2 separate regions of the Drosophila melanogaster genome follow, and region 1 is linked to region 2. A link is a contact called in public Hi-C data. All regions are on one chromosome and are shown on one strand. Each heading gives the region's core, a stretch centred on a gene start, on an enhancer-like site or on the middle of the called end of the contact. The rest is flanking DNA. Distances are from core to core; before and after follow the strand shown.

Region 1 (3,684 bases), core at 1,027-3,526, 530 kb after region 2:
ATGCCGTTGTTTCTGTTGTTGGTAGAACGCAATTTGTTGCATGCGCCGCTGCCTTATCCAGCAACAACCAAGCTACGCAGCAACAACAACCCCGTGTAAGCCAGGCCAACAATAACAAATCATCTCGGAAAGGGGGCGGGGATGGGGACGATGGAGGGTGGGCCGTTAGCAATGTTTCATTGTTTACTGCATTTTTCGATTTGGCTTGCTACGCATTAAAGTTCAGCAAATTGCGTTGTCTCCGAGTCCAGTGTTAGCCTTCCTTCTCTGTTCACGTGAATTGCTCATCATCATCATTTAATATATTTTTTACGCGAAATTTAGTTACGATCATGTTTATACGTTACCATATACGAAAGTTAGTATGCTCCAACTGAAAGTTATCTTATAGAAAATATAAATATTTTGGAGTACAGAAACTATACAATAAAATATGAAATCCTATCAGCTCCAATACTTTGTAACAATATTAATTTAAGATACCCTATCTCGCAAACGCAGTTAAGTAATTGCCCGATTCGCAATCACTCACACAGCTGTTGATCGCGAGGAACTGTAAGTGCACCTGTCTCTCTCACCAGCAGGTTGAATGCACCACAGCGAAATGGTATAAGCGAATGCGAGAAAGAGAGGTAGCTACAGGGGGCGATAGTGTGCCAAAAATACACCAAGCTTGTCTGCTCCCTCATTCTATGGTTGTCCTTTTAGCCCTCTTTCTCTGCTCCTTCTCCTTTTCGACTGCACAATGCACTTCTTTTTCTTCTTCCGCAACCTTGTGCGTGTGCCCACATGTTTACATAAAGTGCAACTGTGTGCACGAAAAACGTTTCACCCTCTATTTGTAGCTCCAATTGTATCAGCATAATTATAGACACTGTGACAAATAAGTAATATGTTTTACCAAAAATTGCTAAAATTAAAGGTAAATGAAGAGTTATGTAGATAGTTGCTTCTTTTTATTAAGCAATAAAAAGGGAATTATTATGTACGTTTATATACTGCAAGTCTCGCTAAATTCTGCTACAATGTACATACATACATACAAATCTATACAAATCTATTACCCAAATCAGAGCATTTAAATAGATAAGCGCAGAGAATTTCGTATGGATTGGAGGTCTAAACGAATTTCTGTATTGCTCGTGGAGGGCAGACAGTGAACATTTGTAAGGCGCACCTTGTTATCAATCACCTTTTTTACGCATTGTTTGAGGCCCCTTTGTATCTCCGCCTCGTCTTGGTTTCTCTTACAACTGCGTCGTTTTAACTTCATGGGGCAAGCTACGGGGTATACGTATAAATACATACACATGTATGTATGTGTATGTACATACTCTATAAGGTTTGTGGCTAATACGTGATGGTAAACAAACTGCAATGCAATGGCCAAATGCGTTTCGGATTCACCACGACTGTTAGACACCCCCAACTCTGTTATCTCCGCCTGCAGGGCAATATTTTCGTTTTCCACCTCACGCGCGGTTGTTATTGCTGAAAACAGGAAATAATTTTCGTTTTCTATAGAAAACACTGCTGGCAGCCGTCGCTGTTGCGTGTCTGATATTTTATTTTTAACGCTCAGCGACTTTATACTACGTAGTATTTAGTATCGCTCGCTTTTAAGTTTGCCTTTGTACGTCTCGCATAATTTTGGAGCTTTTCTGCTTGCAACCTTGCCTTTAAGTTTACAAAGTTCGTTAGCACTAGCGTATTTTTACTGTCTGTTCATTTAAATTGTTATTATTTTTGGTTGGTTTTTTTTCTTTATTGCTTTTTATTTTGGCTTGTTTGTCATCACAACAAGGCTAGTGCAGAACCAATTTCGTAGGCAGGTGCGACCTTTGATAGCTGAAATATTTGTCGAGAAACTTTACAAACTGGTATCTATCTACGGATCGTAAGTGATATTTTATATTATTTATATGAACACGATCTCATTGGAGCCTATGACCTCTAATTAAGCGAATTCTTAGCCCCACTCTGACTTTTTAATTTGCTTTTGATTTTACATTTGCTTTGCGAGTGATCGCAACAAAATAACATTTCGATGTGAAAGCGTGGTCGGATTGACGATACCCTCTAATATATATTTAATAAATGTATGCATGAATTTATTGAAAATAATATTTCCTAAATTGTATTTAACATTCTAAGTATTATTTATTAGATATATACAAAATAGACAAAAAGAATGTAATGAGCAAAAACTGGGCAATCATATTTTCAGTGCTGTATAATTTTTATTAGCACTGCATTTCAGAGCTAATCAACACTAAGCTTTTGTGCTTCATTCCATTCTCAGTAAGGACAAAACACGAAATTAGACTACAAATGTTCTGAAACATCAGTAATGAAATTGGACAAAGTGCACCTCAAAACGGACATTCTCTTGGTAAGGGTGATTTGGAAAACCAAATTTCAGGCCTGTTAAACTGCGGCAAATACTCACCACGGCCAGCCAACAGCCATTTCACAATATGGCACTGTTATCAAAAAGATTACTATTGGGGAAGACAAAGCAATCGCCATACGCTAGGCGATTTCTACATTAATACTTTTGTTTCCCGTTCGGTGAACGCATAGAAATTGATATTAAAATTATTTTTTTTAAAAAGTGCGCAGTTTGCATTGATGACGCAGCAGCGCAGTTTCGCTCTCTGCGGCTGTTAACACGCTGTAGCTCTCTTTGGGCTGGCGAACAATATGGCGTCGTCGAAATTATGTCGTCGCCCAATTTAAAGTCATACGAAAAACCATAAAGATTATTAAAAGCGCGTTTGAAGGTTTCTTGAAACGCCCAGTAAGCGGAAATAGTTTTGGTTTGTTGGCAGGGACTCGATATAAATTTGACTCTCTATCGTTGCATTGGTCTTTTGTCTCTTGTCTCCCTCTGTTCCCCTTCCACAATCTTATTGTGTGTGCACTTTGCACTGTTGGGCTAACATAGCGTGGTGTTTTTCGTTGGAAATACGCATTTTCGACCATCTTTGCTCGGTTCACATTTAATTTATTTCCTACATGGCTTCTCTCCGTTGACTGGCGATTTCTTTTTAGCCTGTCATCCTTCATTCCCCTTTCCTAACCACTTTCTCACCACACCAGCAATCAACGCTCTTTTTGCGTTAACAGCGCTCGTTTGGGCTAGAGATGAGACCATGAGTTTATGTTACGTCGTGTCACGATAAGAATTTTATTTTACATACATTTCGGTCCAATTTGCGTTTGATTTTATTGTCAAGAGGAGAAAATACAAATTGAAAATAATTTTAAACAAACATTGTATTCGATTTTATATAAATAAGTGTTTCTTTTATAGCTAATGTATTGAAAATAATAATCATTTCGATCATTTCAATCCTACATACTCCTGGTATTGTTAACTGCTTTCAACCGGAGAAGTTGAGTGACAGACTCACGCTCTCATCACCAAATTGCCACCAACAGAGCTCTGTTAGCTCGCCAGTCGCAGTCATCAAGCGTTGCGAGGTCCGCTCATTTCTGTTAGAGTGCTTGGAGACTTCACTTCGCGTTTGGAGGATCAGATCCACGTTGGTTTTTGGCTTCAATTACCCACAACTGTCATCGTCAGCCCAGTCAGCGCCTTGCTAACTAAACTAGATAATAAAGTAATCACTTTTCCGCGCTCCCCTCCCTCTCTCTCGGTCGTGTTAGTGCGCTCCGCGA
Region 2 (3,994 bases), core at 1,394-3,893:
GACACACACTCACATGAGATTGCCCATAATATATTCACAATTTATACACATAAAAAACTGTTGATATTTTTATGAGCACGAAAGAACCAAGAGTTCAAGTGGAGTTTCCTAGCTGGTAATTTTCTTAAAAAGTTTTGATAAGAAAAAAAACATAGTGTTCCAGCGAAACATCAATAACAGCAATAAATGAAACTCGAAAAGATCAAATCTTTATAGCCCATAAATACATTAAAATACACTACCAGAATTCACTTGAAGTGAATATTTTTCTCTTGTGTGTTTAACTTATTTTTATATTTATATTTTTTTAATATTTTTCTTCGCCATTTGCGTACTTTGCACGCATACGTACATACATACATATGGTTGTACAAAAATACAGGGGAGTGAGGAATGGGGACTGTGACCAGGGGGACGTAGGAGATGGGTGGCCAAGGGGTCGTCAGAGACCAACGCACAAAACTTGTAAATACGAACGCCTCCCATCTCGCTCCACCAGTATCTCCATCCCGCTCGGCACACAGCGCGTGTGGCGGCACAACGTGAACATTCGGATGTGTGTGTATCTTACAGATACCAATTGCGTAGATACAGATACATCTACGGGCCCAGTCCGAGACCAGTGCACGCAACTTTTTGTTTAGCCACATCTCGCTTTGGATACCCCGCAGTTAGGGTATATTGGACGAAAGCGTTATCTTATATATTTAGAACGCTTTGCTAATAAGCATAACAATTTATTTTACATTCAGAAATTTATAGGTTATAAACAATGTACATCGAAGTGATGTCTAAATGCCAATCAAGGGGTATGAACGATTCCATTTAGTCACGTTTCCCCATGATTTATACATATATCTGTTTTTTCTTTAGCTCTGGGCTTTTGTTTTTATGTTTGCAATCGCGAATTCAAACGGTCGTGTGGGGGGAGGGGCGAAGTATATACCCCTTCACCGACAACCTCGCTGAAATCCACTATCGCCGTCGCCATTTATAGATTGCAATTAGCTTAAGCAAAGCGCCATTAAAATAAAAGAGAAGCAACCAAAAGCAAAATAAAAACAAAATTGTTTACGCTTTTGATTTGCCTTAAGTTTGTGTGCAGACATACAGGCATCCAGGGCAACAAATATGGGTAGCACACATATGTAGATACATATCTAGTGGAGTTTGAAAACAACAATGCACGAGCACCTACCGGATACCCATAAATATTAAAGTTTCATCTAAATATTTTACATTTTTATTCCAGTATACATATATATACTGAGTATATATACTCATATACTACTATATATATACTCTGCGTGCTTTTCGTCACTACGTAAACACCGTCCTCAGTTATACATACATATGTTCATGTATATGTATTTCTCGGGGGTGGCCTGAAAATCGTTGAGAGCATTACACAAAAATTAAAGACTACGGGTCTCAGCATTAAATGAATTCGTCGAGGGAAAAACGCTTTCGATGCTCAAATATGGACAACCCGTACAGTTATTGTCTTGTATTCATTCGACTCGATCGGATATGGTACATATAAAGTACAAACATAATGGTAAGTACATATATACATGCATATGTATGAACGTATTTACTTCAGGGGTAGCGAAGCGGTAAACAACGACACCGAATTCAAAACCGAAGCCCATTGCCCACATAGTGTGTTGCCTGTGAATCCAGTTTTCTTTTGCGACATCGTTTATAAAGAAATCCCAAAGCGGCGAGGTAAAAAACAGAAACATCAAATGCAGAGTAACAATTGGGGTGATGATTCATTTCATCCGAAACTCAAATCGTTTTCGAGACTTATCAAAGCACGTTAAAATTGATCTAAATGGGTATACAAATTTCACACATATATTTTTGTTTAGAAAACTGCATTTAAAACGTGTAAAGTTGCAGCATATTTGTTTCTCTGTGTGGAGCGCGGTAGGTGCGAGATAAGGTGATTCGAAGCACGTTCACCACTCGCACGGCGTCTGTTTTTTCTTCGAGCAACCTCTAGAGAAATCCACCTAGATAATACTAGTTTGTACCGCCAGTGAGTCACATTCGCGTTTTGCCAACTTACCTGTGAACTAAACTGATCCAACAGCTCTCTCTCTCCACCGTCCTCCTTCTGGGATCGCCACTTTTCGGGGGTTCCATCGAAGTCGCGGACTTTTACCTCCTAAATCGAAATATCCAATAAGCCATCCATACCCATATTCACTTCAACTTTGTTCAATTTTGCAATCAGCCAAGCTCCATTTTTTAAACATCTGTTTCAACAAAGAACTCATAGGAAATCATTATCATATGTAAATGGGTTTTTAAACATCTAACCAAATGGAAATTCCCTTCCTATCGCTGTTGACACTCGAAACTCGAGAAGTTGCCTTGACTCAATTTTTTCGAATCGAAAAAGTTAACTCATAAATATTTTGGCTTTGTAAGCAATTTTCAGTTTGAAAAAGTTAAAAAGGAGCGTATTTAATGGATTATAAGCTTATTTCTGATCCAAGAACTAAAAACTTTAAGCTAGTAAAAATAGGATCTGGGCTGAAAAAATCCAATTTACTATATGGCATGTGGATTTTTCGGCCGGAGTAGTTGGACGTCATCTGGATCTCGTTCGGGGTTTCCATTGAAAATATTTGTATCTCTCTGTTCACGTTTTAGGGGATTTGGGGAAGTTGGATGGGTTAGGTGGGAATGGGAATGGGAATGGGATGTGGGGATTCATCGACTGGATGGGGTGTTTTTTGGGAGGGGATTTACACATTGATTGTTTGATCGTTAGGCAATTGTTTGTTTTGTTTGAGTTTTAACTTGACTTTGCTGCTAGCTGAGCTCTCTGGCTACGATCTTATCGGTCGTCTCATATCAATTTATGTATATAAACTTCTTAAACATGTATGTATCTATTTTGTGTAGTGGTGATGTGGTAAAACTTTTAAACATTTATCGTTATCATGCTGACTGCTGTGTAAGAATCTATAAAATGCTTACATGTTGTTGCGTATCTATATAAATTTCCTCAACGCACAATGACAATTCGCACTTATTGCATAGTTGTTAATGGATTCGCCGATCCGATTGCGGTTGCATCTACTCAGAACTAACATAGGAACAATCAGGATAGTTTTTCACATCGAAACGGAGTTGGAAATGGTTCTATTACATGTATGCCCTTCGGCTCTGTAAAGTTGCTTATCGTTTTATTTTACTTTGCATGCATTTATGTCGCAATATCTGGGTGTTTGTGAAATCGCAGCACAAATGCAGCTGCATTTATATATGTAATATGTATGTATGTATATTTATATGCATATGTACTATATGCGCATTTTCCTTTGTTTCGATCTCCTAGCAAAGCGCTTTTTAGTTTTCAATTTTATTGTGGTTCTTTCTGTCTTTCTGGTTGCTCGCTTAGATATCGTGCTCAAAAACAAAAACATGTGAGAACCTCGTAGTGGAATTTTTCGGAGCACATGTTGTTCGAATCGTCTGGAATGTGGAGGGGGTTATGATTCTCTACGGGGGGTACGGGGTATGGGGATCTTGCCGATTAGCTCTGGAATTAAAAGTGCCAACGAAAAACTGTACGTGATAACGCAAATAAAAACACAAATTTGTGGATTTTTTTTTGGTTAATCATACAAAGCCTTCATAAATTTCTTTACGAAAGCCATGTACAATTGTTTATTTCTTTTTTCTATTGTTTTGTTGTTGTTGTTTGGTTTGTGGGGTTTTCTTTCTTTTTTCTCAAATTTTAAAAGTTGACTTGGATTTAACACATTTCCAATATTGCTTTACAATTCTTCTCAGATTTTTATTCACAATCGTTTCTATAATTACAATATAGAATTGCGAGTTTGCTCTTCATATTCGCATTCATCTTATGGTCCATTTAAGGTAATTGTAAGGGTATTTAATTAATCGTTTTCTCTTCAGTTGTATTTGTTTTTAATTTGTATACATACCAGGTTTAAAAATATAGCAAAGTATC

Evidence for each region. Hi-C and Micro-C count contacts between places; a contact is called where the count stands out from the background.
Region 1: a contact with region 2 is called in a Hi-C map of the Kc167 cell line, with 2.7 times the contacts expected there. The contact joins the promoter of drn here to the promoter of CG9837 in region 2. A contact is called at or near these places in 10 of 107 Hi-C or Micro-C datasets (the Kc167 cell line, the S2 cell line, embryo and 3 more).

What each region holds. Positions count from the first base shown.
Region 1 is chr3R:9,338,378-9,342,061 of dm6, forward strand. drn (doctor no) reads left to right here and starts at 2,277. Exons shown (of 5, transcript NM_001275480.2): 1 at 2,277-2,392. It overlaps lncRNA:CR43301 (long non-coding RNA:CR43301), which reads right to left and starts at 1,615. Exons shown (of 1, transcript NR_048352.1): 1 at 1-1,615.
Region 2 is chr3R:8,810,936-8,814,929 of dm6, forward strand. CG9837 reads right to left here and starts at 2,644. Exons shown (of 2, transcript NM_001170086.3): 1 at 2,075-2,644. aqz (aaquetzalli) reads right to left here. Exons shown (of 2, transcript NM_001275461.2): 2 at 2,555-3,994.